Linked DNA regions of Mus musculus: all the other regions are linked to region 1. The links are chromatin contacts, called in public promoter capture Hi-C maps. All regions are on one chromosome and are shown on one strand. Each heading gives the region's core, a stretch centred on a gene start, on an enhancer-like site or on the middle of the called end of the contact. The rest is flanking DNA. Distances are from core to core; before and after follow the strand shown. Region 1 has its middle 4.1 kb from the start of Gm40072. Region 2 overlaps 4921511C10Rik (RIKEN cDNA 4921511C10 gene). Region 3 has its middle 67 kb from the start of Gm36442.

Region 1 (3,773 bases), core at 406-2,905:
CTTCAGACACACCAGAAGAGGGAGTCAGAGCTCATTACGGATGGTTGTGAGCCACCATGTGGTTGCTGGGATTTGAACTCTGGACCTTTGGAAGAGCAGTCGGGTGCTCTTACCCACTGAGCCATCTCACCAGCCCCCATGAAATTCATTCTTAAAATTCATGCGGCCAGAGACCGGGAAACCACTGACCTAGAACTGCTTTGATGGTTTTTAGTTTGTCTGAGACCCCTGCACCTCAAGTTATGCTCACCTGAGCTGAGAGGGAAAGCCTCTATTGTACTCAAGGAGCCCCCACTTTCCCGAATCAATATGGCCCAGGAAAGGGAAGTACCTGATCCAAGTGTGGAGTGACAGGAAGAGAAGGAGTGTGTGGAGCCACATACAGAGAGGTGGGGGTGAATGTGATCGACGTCTGCTTTCCAGCTTGCTTGAATAAGATTGAGAAAACAAAGACATGAAGAGAAAGCCAACCAACAAAGTAACAGTACCAGCGATAAAGTGATAACATCAATTAAATATGGATTTGTATATGCTGCACAGCAGGTTAAGAGAGCTGTTAAAAATGTTTATAAACTTGTCATAAAATATTATGACAGCTACTGAGCTCATTGTAGGGAACCAAAGATGACCTCTGTTAGCTTCTGGGCTCATTTCTATGAAAGAAATCACTGTTGTCAATGAATCAATACCGACTCAAGGTTTGCTGCCCAGCAGGAATGAAATCTTCTCACTCCCTTGCTTTGATAATTTAATAATTACTTCAGAGCTCATAATCACTTCAACAGATACAACTGTAGAGTCCAACACAGTGTCTCTGTAAAGACATCTAATTTTAATGTTTAGAAAAGAATGAAGCTATATATTTTTATAATCAGAAAATTTAGTAATACTGAAGTACAACAAGAAATATCTATATAGGTAAATTTAGGTCAAATTTACTATAGTTATATAACAATTTATATCTTAATTATAGAGATTGTGATGATCTGTGTTAATTGTCAATTTGATACAATCTAGAAGTACATGAGAAGACAGTTACAATGGTGGGTTATCTAGATTAGATTGGCCTGTGGATATATCTGTGAGTGATTATTTTTATTGCAATATTGAGCAAAGAAGAACCTACCCACTGTGGCACTATCCTCTAGGTAGGGGATTCTGAACTGCATAAGAGTGGAGAAAACAAGCTAAATTCTAGCATACATGAATTCATTGCTTTCTGCTCTTGACTGTGTGGTTAATGTATTGCCACTGCAAGTTCCTACTGTCTTATCTTCCCCTCAGTGATGGACAGTAGCCTGAAATTGTGAGCAAAATAAATCCTTCCTGAAGTAGCTTTTGTCAGAGTATTTTGTTACAATAACAAGGAATGAAATTAAGACAGGATCTTAGCATAAGGGTCTCTGAATTTGATCTCCAGCATTAACAGGAAAAGCCAGGGAGGGAAAAGGGAAGTGGAAAGGAAGTGAAGGACAAGGGTCAAAAAGAAAGTAGGAAAAAAGAAGAAAAGGGAAGGAGGAAGGAGAAAGAAAGGGAACGAGAAAGGAAAGTGGAAAGGGAGGAGGGGTGGAGGAGAGGGGCAAGAGGGCTCAGTACAGTTTGCAATCTGGGGAGTTTTGTGGCTCATGGGTCAAAGGTTCTTTACTTATTACTTTTCTGGGTAGTGTTAGATCACAGACACACCCCCTGCTAAAGTCAGCTCATCCAAGCCTGCATGCAGTCTGTCCCTTAGGACGAAGACCTGACAGGTGCCTGCTGCTGCTGTGACTGAGACCATGGGAAAAGCAAGCCCAGTCTTCCCCCAGCCCTACTTGCTGATCAGGAACAAGGCAACTTTGAACTACAGTCCTACCGAGTGCCTGCCTCCTGGCACATGCTGTCACGTGATCTGCCACCCCTTAGATCCCTGTAAGAGTAGAAACCACCTTTGTTCAGGGATTTGAAGGATCTTTCCTTCAGACCCTCATAACGTTCTCTCTCCTAATGGTGGTGTTCTTTGGGATCTGAAGGGAAGGCTCCTGCTCTCTTTGTGACCCCATTGAACTTATTGAGTTAAACTGTGTCTATGGTCCGGTGCTGTTTCTTCTAAGGCTGTCTCACTTCAAGATCCAATCACAAAACAGCCCGTGGTCATGAAGCACACTCTCTTAGTAAATATCATTCTAAAGGGCAATTCATGTCAGCTACTTTTTGCCCTCCCATAATTTCTAATACAGAGTAGAAATGGAACCCAGGGCCTTGAACATGCTCTGTACATGCTCTGGCACTCAGCCACACACATCCATCACTTTCCATACACTCTAGGTATGTGAGATAATGGCTCGCTGTGCCCCATTTATCCTCGGACTCCCTATGTATGCAGAGACTGACCTTGAAGTCAAAAGTTTCCTACTTCTACCTCCCAAGTGCTGAGAGGACAGTTCTGTCACCATACCATGAATTTCCTTACACTTTTTTATTATCAAACATTGTTACATCTCATAAAAGTGTTCTGGATTTATATATATAAAAAAAAGTAAACTGAATACTTACAGGCTTGGCTTCAAGCCATAAGTCTTATGTATAATATTGGCAAAGTGCTTTTTTTGGGGGGGGGGTATGGCAATCTGTAGAATAAATGAGATGTGTATAAAATGGTTATCTATATTCTGGACACAGTATGTACTCAATAAGTTTTAACCCTGTTATTGCCTCTTGCTGCTGCCAACCATGCTTTCCTGAAAGAAAATATGTATGACAAATGCAAACGTAAACTGACCATTGCTTACATTTTGTCATCTTTAAGTCTGCAAGACTGTGTCAGGAGAGGGTCTGTAGCCATCTCCCTCCTCCTCATTTGGCTCAAATTTGGGTGAAATAGGACTGTGATATAGGATTGCTATTCCCTCTCAGTCTATGTAGCTCAATTTCCACATTAATTTAAATTAAAATCAGAAAGCATCTCCATTGTTAGCACTGTATTGCTACACTACATGTTTCAAAACAAAAAACAAAAAACAAGCTGGGCGTGGTGGCGCACACCTTTAATCCCAGCACTCAGGAGGCAGAGACAGGCGGATTTCTGAGTTCAAGGCCAGCCTGGTCTACAAAGTGAGTTCCAGGACAGCCAGGGCAACACAGAGAAACCCTGTCTCAAAATCCCAACCAACCAAACAAACAAACAAGCAAAAGAATAATTAAAACAAGTGAGTCACGTTCCACGTATCTTACAATGGTGAGTTTCCATTGTTAAGTATGATGTCAGCCATGGTAGAGATGGGGTGTTCCTTTTTTCCCATGAGCCACTCGATCCCAGGAGACTAGTTGAAGCTTCTCTTGAGACAGAAACAGCTGGGACTAAGAGCTCAGCCCTGCTTGTTCTCAGGCCAGGGTGCTTTGCTCTGTTCCCCCTTACAAAGCAACCTAGCAGGTCTTTCATACTCGTGATGTGATATCTATCTATCAAGGGTTTGCTCTTGTGCTTTCTGTGTCTTCCTACTGATCCCTGTTATAATTTCTGTTGAGGCCTTTTTCACTGATTCATAAGGAAATATAACTGCCACTGGTGTGTGCCAGACATGGTAGCATGTTGCTTTCCTGGAAGTCTCCTGGTTTCTGCACATAATGATGTGAGGTGGCCTCATTACCCTGGTTTACTGATGAGGTGAGCCCCAAGGTTTAGTGTGGACATTTTGTCTTATTATATACTCATAATGGAGAAGATCAATCAATCCCCAAACCTGACTGCTTCTGGCTATGGGTGATTGAAATATAATTTTAATCTTCAATAAATG
Region 2 (3,773 bases), core at 835-3,334, 120 kb after region 1:
GAGATCCGCTTGGGAGAGACGAGGTTTGGGAATAAGTAATACTATTGGTACTTGCGACCTTGCAGATCGTGCAAGACGGGAGAAACAGATGTTGAATTATTTTTGTCTTTTGTCCTAGCAAAATGACAGCAATGACAATTTCTATATTTAAAATCTGCTTCCTTCAGAGAGTGCATGCATTTATTTGCTAAGAGGCAGCGAGGAGCTGTGTTTGTCCGCAGTGACCTGCTCTGCTGTGTCCCTTCCTTCAGACCCCTCTCTGCATGCCACCACTGGAGGGCCGTTGATCAAACCTCTGGGGTTAGATGACGGACTGTGAGAAACCTCAGGCATCCTATGGATGAGGTGTGGACACGGTTCTCTTGGGAGAGGTGGCAATTCAGTGGCCCCTTTAGCCCACCTGATCCCAGACAGGTCTTCCACAGGTAACCAGAGCCAGACCAGATTGGCAGTGTAGCCAGCTAAGTGTTTTAACTGCTGGATGGAAGTTGGCGTTTGGTTAATTGTTAAACAGTAAAGATTGACCGGGACTCACTGGAGTGAGTGTGTGCGTGTGTGTATCTGTGTGTACATAGCTGATTGACCTTTTCGGAGGTTGTGCTTATTCAGATGTTTAAATGTCAACTGAAAATATCATTGTTCATCAACCGGTGAGAACTTAGTGACAGAGAGCACAGTTGAATGCAGATAGATTTTCAATTCTGTTAATTTATTCTCATAACATTAAAATTCCAATTTACGAGCTGAGACATTAAACACTATAAAATGAAGGTATCGGATGTGAAGTTTGCTTTCTCCCTAAGAGGTTGGGGAAGCTGTTGGCTGCTGGTGTTTAAGACACTGTGCTGAAGGTAAGCACAGACTCTTACAAGCAGTGATTGATTTGAACACGTCATTTGTCCACGGGATGAATTTCTGGTAAAATGTACATTTTCTTCTGAAGAGAAATTCTAATCTTCAGAAGTGAAAACAACTTGCTTACACGATTTTCCCTACGTGAACAATGCACAGTTTGTAAACAAAACTTCCTGTGGCTTCCTTTAGTCACCTCACTTAGCGCTTGCATTTCCTTCAGCAAGCCTTGGAGAGGGAGACTTCCCTGAGTCTCATTGTCTCTGCCTCCTCTGGATGGACACCTGACTGGTCTCAGGTCCCTAACACCAAGTTCAAGTGGAATGGAACAAGGGTGAATTTTCGCAATCCTGAAGTCCAGTTTGTATTTCCCGCGTTAAGGAGGCAGTCATTACTGTAAGATTACTTTAAAAACACCGTGTTATTATTGTCTGAGTGGGTGCATGTTGGGGAGAGAACATGTGGACACCTTGTGGAGTGTGGGGTCTCCAGCCATCTCTAGGGAGGTCTTGGGAGTTGAACTCAGGTAGTCAGGCATGAATAGAGCACACAGTCACTCTGACCCATCTTGATAGCCCTGTATGCTTTCAATACCCCTGTTTAAAAAGAAAATGCATAGGTTGCTTTTTTTCTGTGGAAAATATCCAAGGAATTTTTAACCACAGAGCAACCTGAACATTGCTCTTCACCCACGTGTCATAAAAATCCGAGGTTTGAGATAAGCCTTGGGATACACCTGGGCCTCAGGGTAGGTGACTTCAGCTAGGTGTCCCGGTTACCACGCCTCCTCACCTTCCACGTGGACTTAATGAAATCACCACCCCAGAGGATTGCTTTTCTTTTGGGTGTTAATTAGTAACTTTGAAAAAACAGTATTTTGCTTTCACGTGGTTTAAATAGATATTTAAAATAGATACTTAAGCTATTTGTTAAAGACCTGGTGGTCTGGATTCCTAACTTTTAAGTGTGCTGTCCTGAAACCCCTCTGTGGTGTAGTGACCTCGGCTTTTGTTCTAACTGCTCTGGGCTGTATCAGCCCCTGCAGGTGGAGAGGCTGGTTAAAATCCCTTTTATCACCCAGCAGGGGTGCTGGGAATCAGATGGGGGGGTATTAAAGTGTCCCCCAGCAGAGGCACGACAAAAACCATTGTTCTCTTCATGATCCTCAAAGACCTGAATTTGTGACCAGATATATATATATATTTACTTTTTTGAGTCCCAAGAAAGGGCTGTTGATCCATTCTGCCACCTTGTGGCCATTTTGAGGATTGTCTGAGCCCATTAAGAGGCCTTTCCCAAAGCTCTCTGATGATACTGAAGGCCGGTTTCTCCTGTCTTCTCCCCACCCTTCTCAAGAGTGCTGGAGAAAGCACATGGTACCCCAGCAGAGACGACACCCTCTTCTTTCTCTGTACCCCCCCCCCTCCACACACACACTCCCACCGCCTGCTCACTGTTCACTTGGGAGAAGTGTGTTTTACAGACTTTATCAGGTTCCTCCCTGGTCATGGCGAGGAAAGGAAAAGGTGAAGAGATTGTTGGTGCTTTCCCTGAATGGGGAATGCGGTGTGGGGCGGGGCAGCTTGCAAGCCAGAGGCTTGACTGATGCCCCTAGAAGGTGCAAACACGCCCTGCCTGGGGTAGGTACCCTCACCCTTCCTAGCAATGGAGAAGTTTCTGGACTCTTCCTGTATGACTTCAGTGTGCTCTGTGGATCTCTCAGACATGATGTATGCAGTATTGCACTAGCTTCTGTGGGGTGTGTTTTGGGAAATAATGCTAGCAAGGGTGTTTAAAGAGCGGCTGCTGCTCTGTGAACTGAATGATGCAGGGCCATACAGTTTCTTAGTGGTGCCTTAAAACTGTGTTATTCCTAGTAGAGAGGTTTAGAAGAAACCATATACCACCCTGGATTTCAGTTATCATCTTCAGATGAAAAAGTATCCGAGAATGGTGGTAGACTGCATCTTCAGAGGAGAGTTTCAGCGTCTGCAGTGCAGCTTGAGACTTGCATTTTAAACATCTAAAAGACTAACATGTAAATGTGTGTGTGTGTGTGTGTGTGTGTGTAAGTCTGTGGGTTCAAGTATAGTTAATGGCTTTCGTGCAGGGTTCTAAGAAGGATATGTGCGTCTGTATGTGGATGCCAGAGCTGGGACCCCTGAATGCTCAGCAGCAGAAGGAAATTCCGTTTTTTATGTTATATGACACTCTTGGGTTGCCAGAGGGAAGCTTGCAGTATGCTGTTTAGCTTTGCCAGCCTTAAATATGTTCCTAGTTGGTCTATATTGGAGGAAAAATTAGGTGGCTGCCTTGAAAAAAAATCAAGAATTTCTTTCTTCTTTTCCTCTTTCCAACCAAGCCATTTGGAGCTATAGTGATTACAGATGATAAACTGTACATGGGTCACATTTCACTTTAAAGCTGATAATAAAAATCTGGATTTAAGGGTTAGTGAATTTAGCTCAGTGGTAGAGTACATACTCAGTTACAGGGACACCAAAATTATATAACAATAACAATGGTAGTTAAAAGCCTGAATTTAAAAAGCAGAAAACTCGAAGTCAGGTGTAGTGGTGCACACTTTAATACCAGGACACTCAGGAGGCAGAGGCAGGTGGATCCCTACGACTTCAAGGCCAGCCTGGTCTACAGAATGAGTTCTAGGACAGGTAGGACTACATAGTGAGATCCTGTCTCCAACAAAAACCAACAAAACAGAAAAAAAAAGCAAAAAACTGTTTGGGCCCTTTAATAAGCTTTGTAAATATTTCATTTGACCATTAGGGGTTATATAGATGCTTGCAGATGAAACGAATATGTTGTAAAAACTCTGAGTATGTAAATGTTTCTGGAGCACGTTAGCTCTGCTGGCAGAGGTGTAGTCGTTCTGATTTCCTAGATAAACTTACCTTTTTGGG
Region 3 (3,773 bases), core at 455-2,954, 100 kb before region 1:
GCAGCTAGAGTCAAGAGCTCCGGGGTACTGGTTAGTTCATATTGTTGTTCCACCTATAGGGTTGCAGTTCCCTTTAGCTCCTTAAATGCACTGAGAGTGGCTTATGGTAGCCTCCTCCTCATGCTCTACTTGGCCCTGAGTTCCCACCAGTGCACCCTGGTGGCTCTTAGCATCACCTTCCCGTGTGCCAGACTGATTGCTCTCCACACATTCTAGTCTGATATCCCAGCAGCTCTCTGGTGCTGGGCCACATCCTCCTCAGGGAGTCCTTGAAGTTTGTGTTTTCAAATCTCTTCTCTCTAGCAGTCTAACTTCTCAGGCTATTTCATTCATATTTTTTTAAGTACGTTTATCTCTTTGTGTGCTCATGTGTGCCATGGTGCATGTGTGTAGGCCGAAGAACAGTTTGCCAAAGTCATTTCCCTTCTTCTACGGTGTGGGCCCCAGAGATCAAACCTCAGGCCATCAGGGTTGGCAGCGAATGTCTTACCTGATGCGCCATCTCTTCAGCCTCATTGCCTTCTTTTAAATTTTTAAAATTCTTTCTGCCCTGTTACTGTTAGCACTACCTTCAATTTTACCTAATTCTCATTTGTTAAAAAAAAAAAAAAACTTAGAGTAAACATTTTGTGTATGAGTGTTTTACCTGTACCTATGTGCAATGCCTGCAGATGCCAGAACAGGGCGTCAGATCCTCTAGAACTGCAGTCAGAGATGGTTGTGAGCCATCCTGTGGATATGGGGAACCAAACCCAGGTCCTCTGCAAGAAGCACCCAGTGATCTTAACTGCTGAGTGATCTTCCCAGCGTGTGTGTGTGTGTGTGTGTGTGTCTGTGTCTGTGTCTGTGTCTGTGTCTGTGTCTGTGTGTGTGTGTCTGTGTCTCTGTGTGTGTTAGTGGGATTGAATAAGAGTGTCACCCCCATTATACAAGTTCTCCACAACTAAGCCCCAGCCCCAGTCCCTTTATGTTTCTGTGTCTTTAGTATCTTTAGTGGGTTCTGACATAGAACACATTTATGGTCTATTTTGCTTGCATCAATAAAAATTTTTAAAAAGTGTATTTTTTTTTCTATCTCCAGTTAGAAAGCCGGCGATCCTGCACATAGTGAAGGGCTTGGCAGACAGTGGGAATGATCTTAGATTGACTACTTCTTTTACTATTTAAAAATGTTTTATTACACAACAATGTTTGATATTTCCGCTACAACTGCTGGTTCAGAGATGACCAAATTTTTCCTAGCAGCCTGAACATCAAGAAATGGGCTGAGGAGAGAAAATAGGTTTTAGCACTCAGGAAAAACTGGCTGGCCTTTTCTTACGTAAGTGTCTAAAACTGACAGGGCAAGCTTGGCTTTCCTGTGGATGCTTGTGACAGAGAAAACACTCCAGGTGCTGAGGAGGGGCCGTGAAGACGGGCTGCCCTGGTTCCAGGTGTCTTGCCTTTTGTGTGGAGCTGGGACCTCGTGGACTCCGTGGCTGCTTTGGTTCATGACCAAACAATTCAGTGGCCTCTTGGTCACTGGCTTGAATGTTGTCATAAGCTGATTAAAATAGCTATTTATTCTGGAGCACCAAAGCGGCCAGCACCCACGGTGCCTGAAGCCACCCTTTCTCTTCTGTCTGCTGCCCTGACCCACATCTTGTGAGCTCTGTCTGGGGAACTAAAAATACTTCCATATAAGTGGTTAAGCGGCTGTCTCTTGGATTCTGAGGTTAACTTTTCAAAGTGACTGTGCTGAGTTCCAGTGAGTCAGCCTCCCACCTAATCTATATAGCACAGTGAGTTACTCACTTGAGTTTCACAGAGACAAGCTTCCTTTGGGGCTTTGCGTTTTCCGTACCCACCATGAAGTGATGTCATTGTGTATCCGTGTATTTCTGGCTTTCGCGGAGGACCCTAATGACCTGCTCTCTCTTAAGTTCTTCCCTAAGGATATGGCTCTCTCATTGGCTGCTTCCTCAAGGCACCATCAATATTTGCTCTTTCTAATTCTGGAAGTGAAAAAAGTCCCATTGGCAAAGGGGAAGTTTTGAGCTACACATACAGAAGCACTTGTCAGGTCCTTTGTTGTCTAAGGGACAAGTCCTTCCCTCTCTTCTCTCCTTGGGACACTCCCGGGAGACCTTTATTTACATGGATCTTTTTACATCTTCAGTGCAGCCCACACCTACCATCAGATCGCTCAAGAGAGAGCTTTAAGATGAATTTCTTCATATTTCCCGTTTTCAAGCTAGCCTTCTGCATAGGCTCATGGGGCAGGGGGTTGCTGATGATGAACAGCAACAGATGGGGGAATATTTCAGAGATGCTGGCTACTTGAAAAGACCATCCCTACCCTTACTGTGGGTGCTCTCCATCCCACCTCCAGAGGCCAGCCTGGCCTTGACTGCAGCCAGGCATCACCACTCAGCCCTTCATGAGGGCAGAGGTTTTGGAAGGTGGGACAGCGTGTCATGATGCTCCAGACTGGTGCCACACATATTCTAAGTGAGTTAAGTACAGCTTTGTTTCCTTTGATTGGCTCTCCATCTTGACACACCACCCTAGAATTATTTATGATTATGCTGTACATACACTACTCTCTAAACATTTCATCTTTCCCCCTGGAATAGTGCTTATTTGACCCTGGATCAACAGCCTATATCATAGACACTACTAAAAAACAAAAGTTGGGTTGGTTTTTTTTATTGTTGTTGTTAAACCAGACAGATCAAAAGAACATACATATTAGGCAGCTATTGATAGAAAAACGTTTAAAAGCAAAGGATAACTATTGCCCAATGGAAAGAACAGGGCTTATAAGAAGCTATCCTCTCTTTTTAAGGAAATTTTTTCTTTCTATTTAGGTGTCTGTCTATCTGTGTCTCTTTCCCTGTATAATATATATATATATAAAACGTGTATGTGTGTGTGTTTGCAATGTTGCCTTTGGAAGCCAGAAGAGGGCGCTGGAACTAGAGGTACAGGCAGTTGTGGCTTCCTCACATGGTCCTCTCCAAGAACAGTGAGTGAGCTATCTCTCCAGCCCCAAGGAATTTTTTAAAAAACTGTACACGTTTTGCTTAAATGCATGTGTATGTACCACATGCATGCCATTTACCCAAGAAGCCAGAAGAGGGTGTCAGATGCCCTGGAACTGGAGTTATTGATCATTGTGAGAGACTCCACATGGGTGCTGGGAATTGGACCCAGGTCCCCATGGGTATAGCAAATGCTCAACTGCTGAGCCATATTCCTAGCTCTGCCCATTCCATAGGCCAAGATGCTGTGCTTCTTAGGTACAGTGCCTCATAGAATTCTCCAGAAGGCACATGCCTACCATACTTGCTTGATGTTTGGACTTCAGGATACTGGCAAAACCAAGGGTCTATCTTTGATTTTAACAACCTACTTAAAATAAAGTCAAAAGGTAATATTGAACCCCAAATTATGGCCAAATAAGACAACTGATGACCCCAAAGACCCAGAAGCTATTCTGTTGTACAGTTGTAACTTGTGTAAAGGGTGGCATGCATCTACACTGTGACCCTTGGGTGATGAATTGCTTTTTCAGCGAGCTGTTCTCTCAGGTTTTGGTTTGGTTTGTTCTTGTTTTTCTTACAGTGTCAGCGATGTTTTGTTGTTCCTGTCTTTAAATAATAGATGCCTTAGCCAGATTTTACAGTATAAGCATACATCCAGTGTATGTTCAGGGACTTTCCAGATGTCCACGTCATGTAGCAAAGACATACACGGGGACATGAATAAGCATTTTTTTAAACTGCTGTGCC

What was found. Promoter capture Hi-C pulls out the DNA fragments that hold promoters and counts their contacts.
Region 2: a contact with region 1 is called in a promoter capture Hi-C map of liver. The contact joins two enhancer-like sites. A contact is called at or near these places in 11 of 39 promoter capture datasets (the 3T3-L1 cell line, the C10 cell line, the HPC-7 cell line and 6 more), 1 of 15 datasets of contacts at CTCF or cohesin (pro-B cells), 18 of 484 Hi-C or Micro-C datasets (the G1E-ER4 cell line, the HL-1 cell line, Th2 cells and 8 more), 3 of 115 datasets of contacts at active chromatin or transcription factors (CD8 T cells, acute myeloid leukemia and kidney) and 4 of 9 other capture datasets (adipose tissue, liver, macrophages and 1 more).
Region 3: a promoter capture Hi-C map of liver shows a contact between it and region 1. The contact joins two enhancer-like sites. A contact is called at or near these places in 9 of 39 promoter capture datasets (the 3T3-L1 cell line, HPC-7-derived erythroid cells, cranial neural crest and 5 more), 9 of 484 Hi-C or Micro-C datasets (the G1E-ER4 cell line, Th1 cells, embryonic fibroblasts and 3 more) and 2 of 9 other capture datasets (adipose tissue and pancreatic islet).

Annotation. Positions count from the first base shown.
Region 1 is chr3:79,338,838-79,342,610 of GRCm38.p6, reverse strand. It overlaps a transcript of Gm17359 not described here. Among named protein-coding and RNA genes, the nearest start is that of Gm40072, 4.1 kb to the right of the region's middle. Within about 2 kb of position 1,655, at least 5 of the 459 cell types and tissues checked have an H3K27ac peak or open chromatin away from gene starts, as enhancers often do. A contact at or near this core is called in liver, where this site is marked.
Region 2 is chr3:79,220,167-79,223,939 of GRCm38.p6, reverse strand. The region is part of intron 1 of 4921511C10Rik (RIKEN cDNA 4921511C10 gene); the gene reads right to left. It also overlaps a transcript of Rapgef2 not described here. Among named protein-coding and RNA genes, the nearest start is that of 4921511C10Rik, 9.1 kb to the right of the region's middle. Within about 2 kb of position 2,084, at least 43 of the 459 cell types and tissues checked have an H3K27ac peak or open chromatin away from gene starts, as enhancers often do. A contact at or near this core is called in liver, where this site is marked.
Region 3 is chr3:79,443,227-79,446,999 of GRCm38.p6, reverse strand. It overlaps a transcript of Gm17359 not described here. Among named protein-coding and RNA genes, the nearest start is that of Gm36442, 67 kb to the left of the region's middle. Within about 2 kb of position 1,704, at least 23 of the 459 cell types and tissues checked have an H3K27ac peak or open chromatin away from gene starts, as enhancers often do. A contact at or near this core is called in liver, where this site is marked.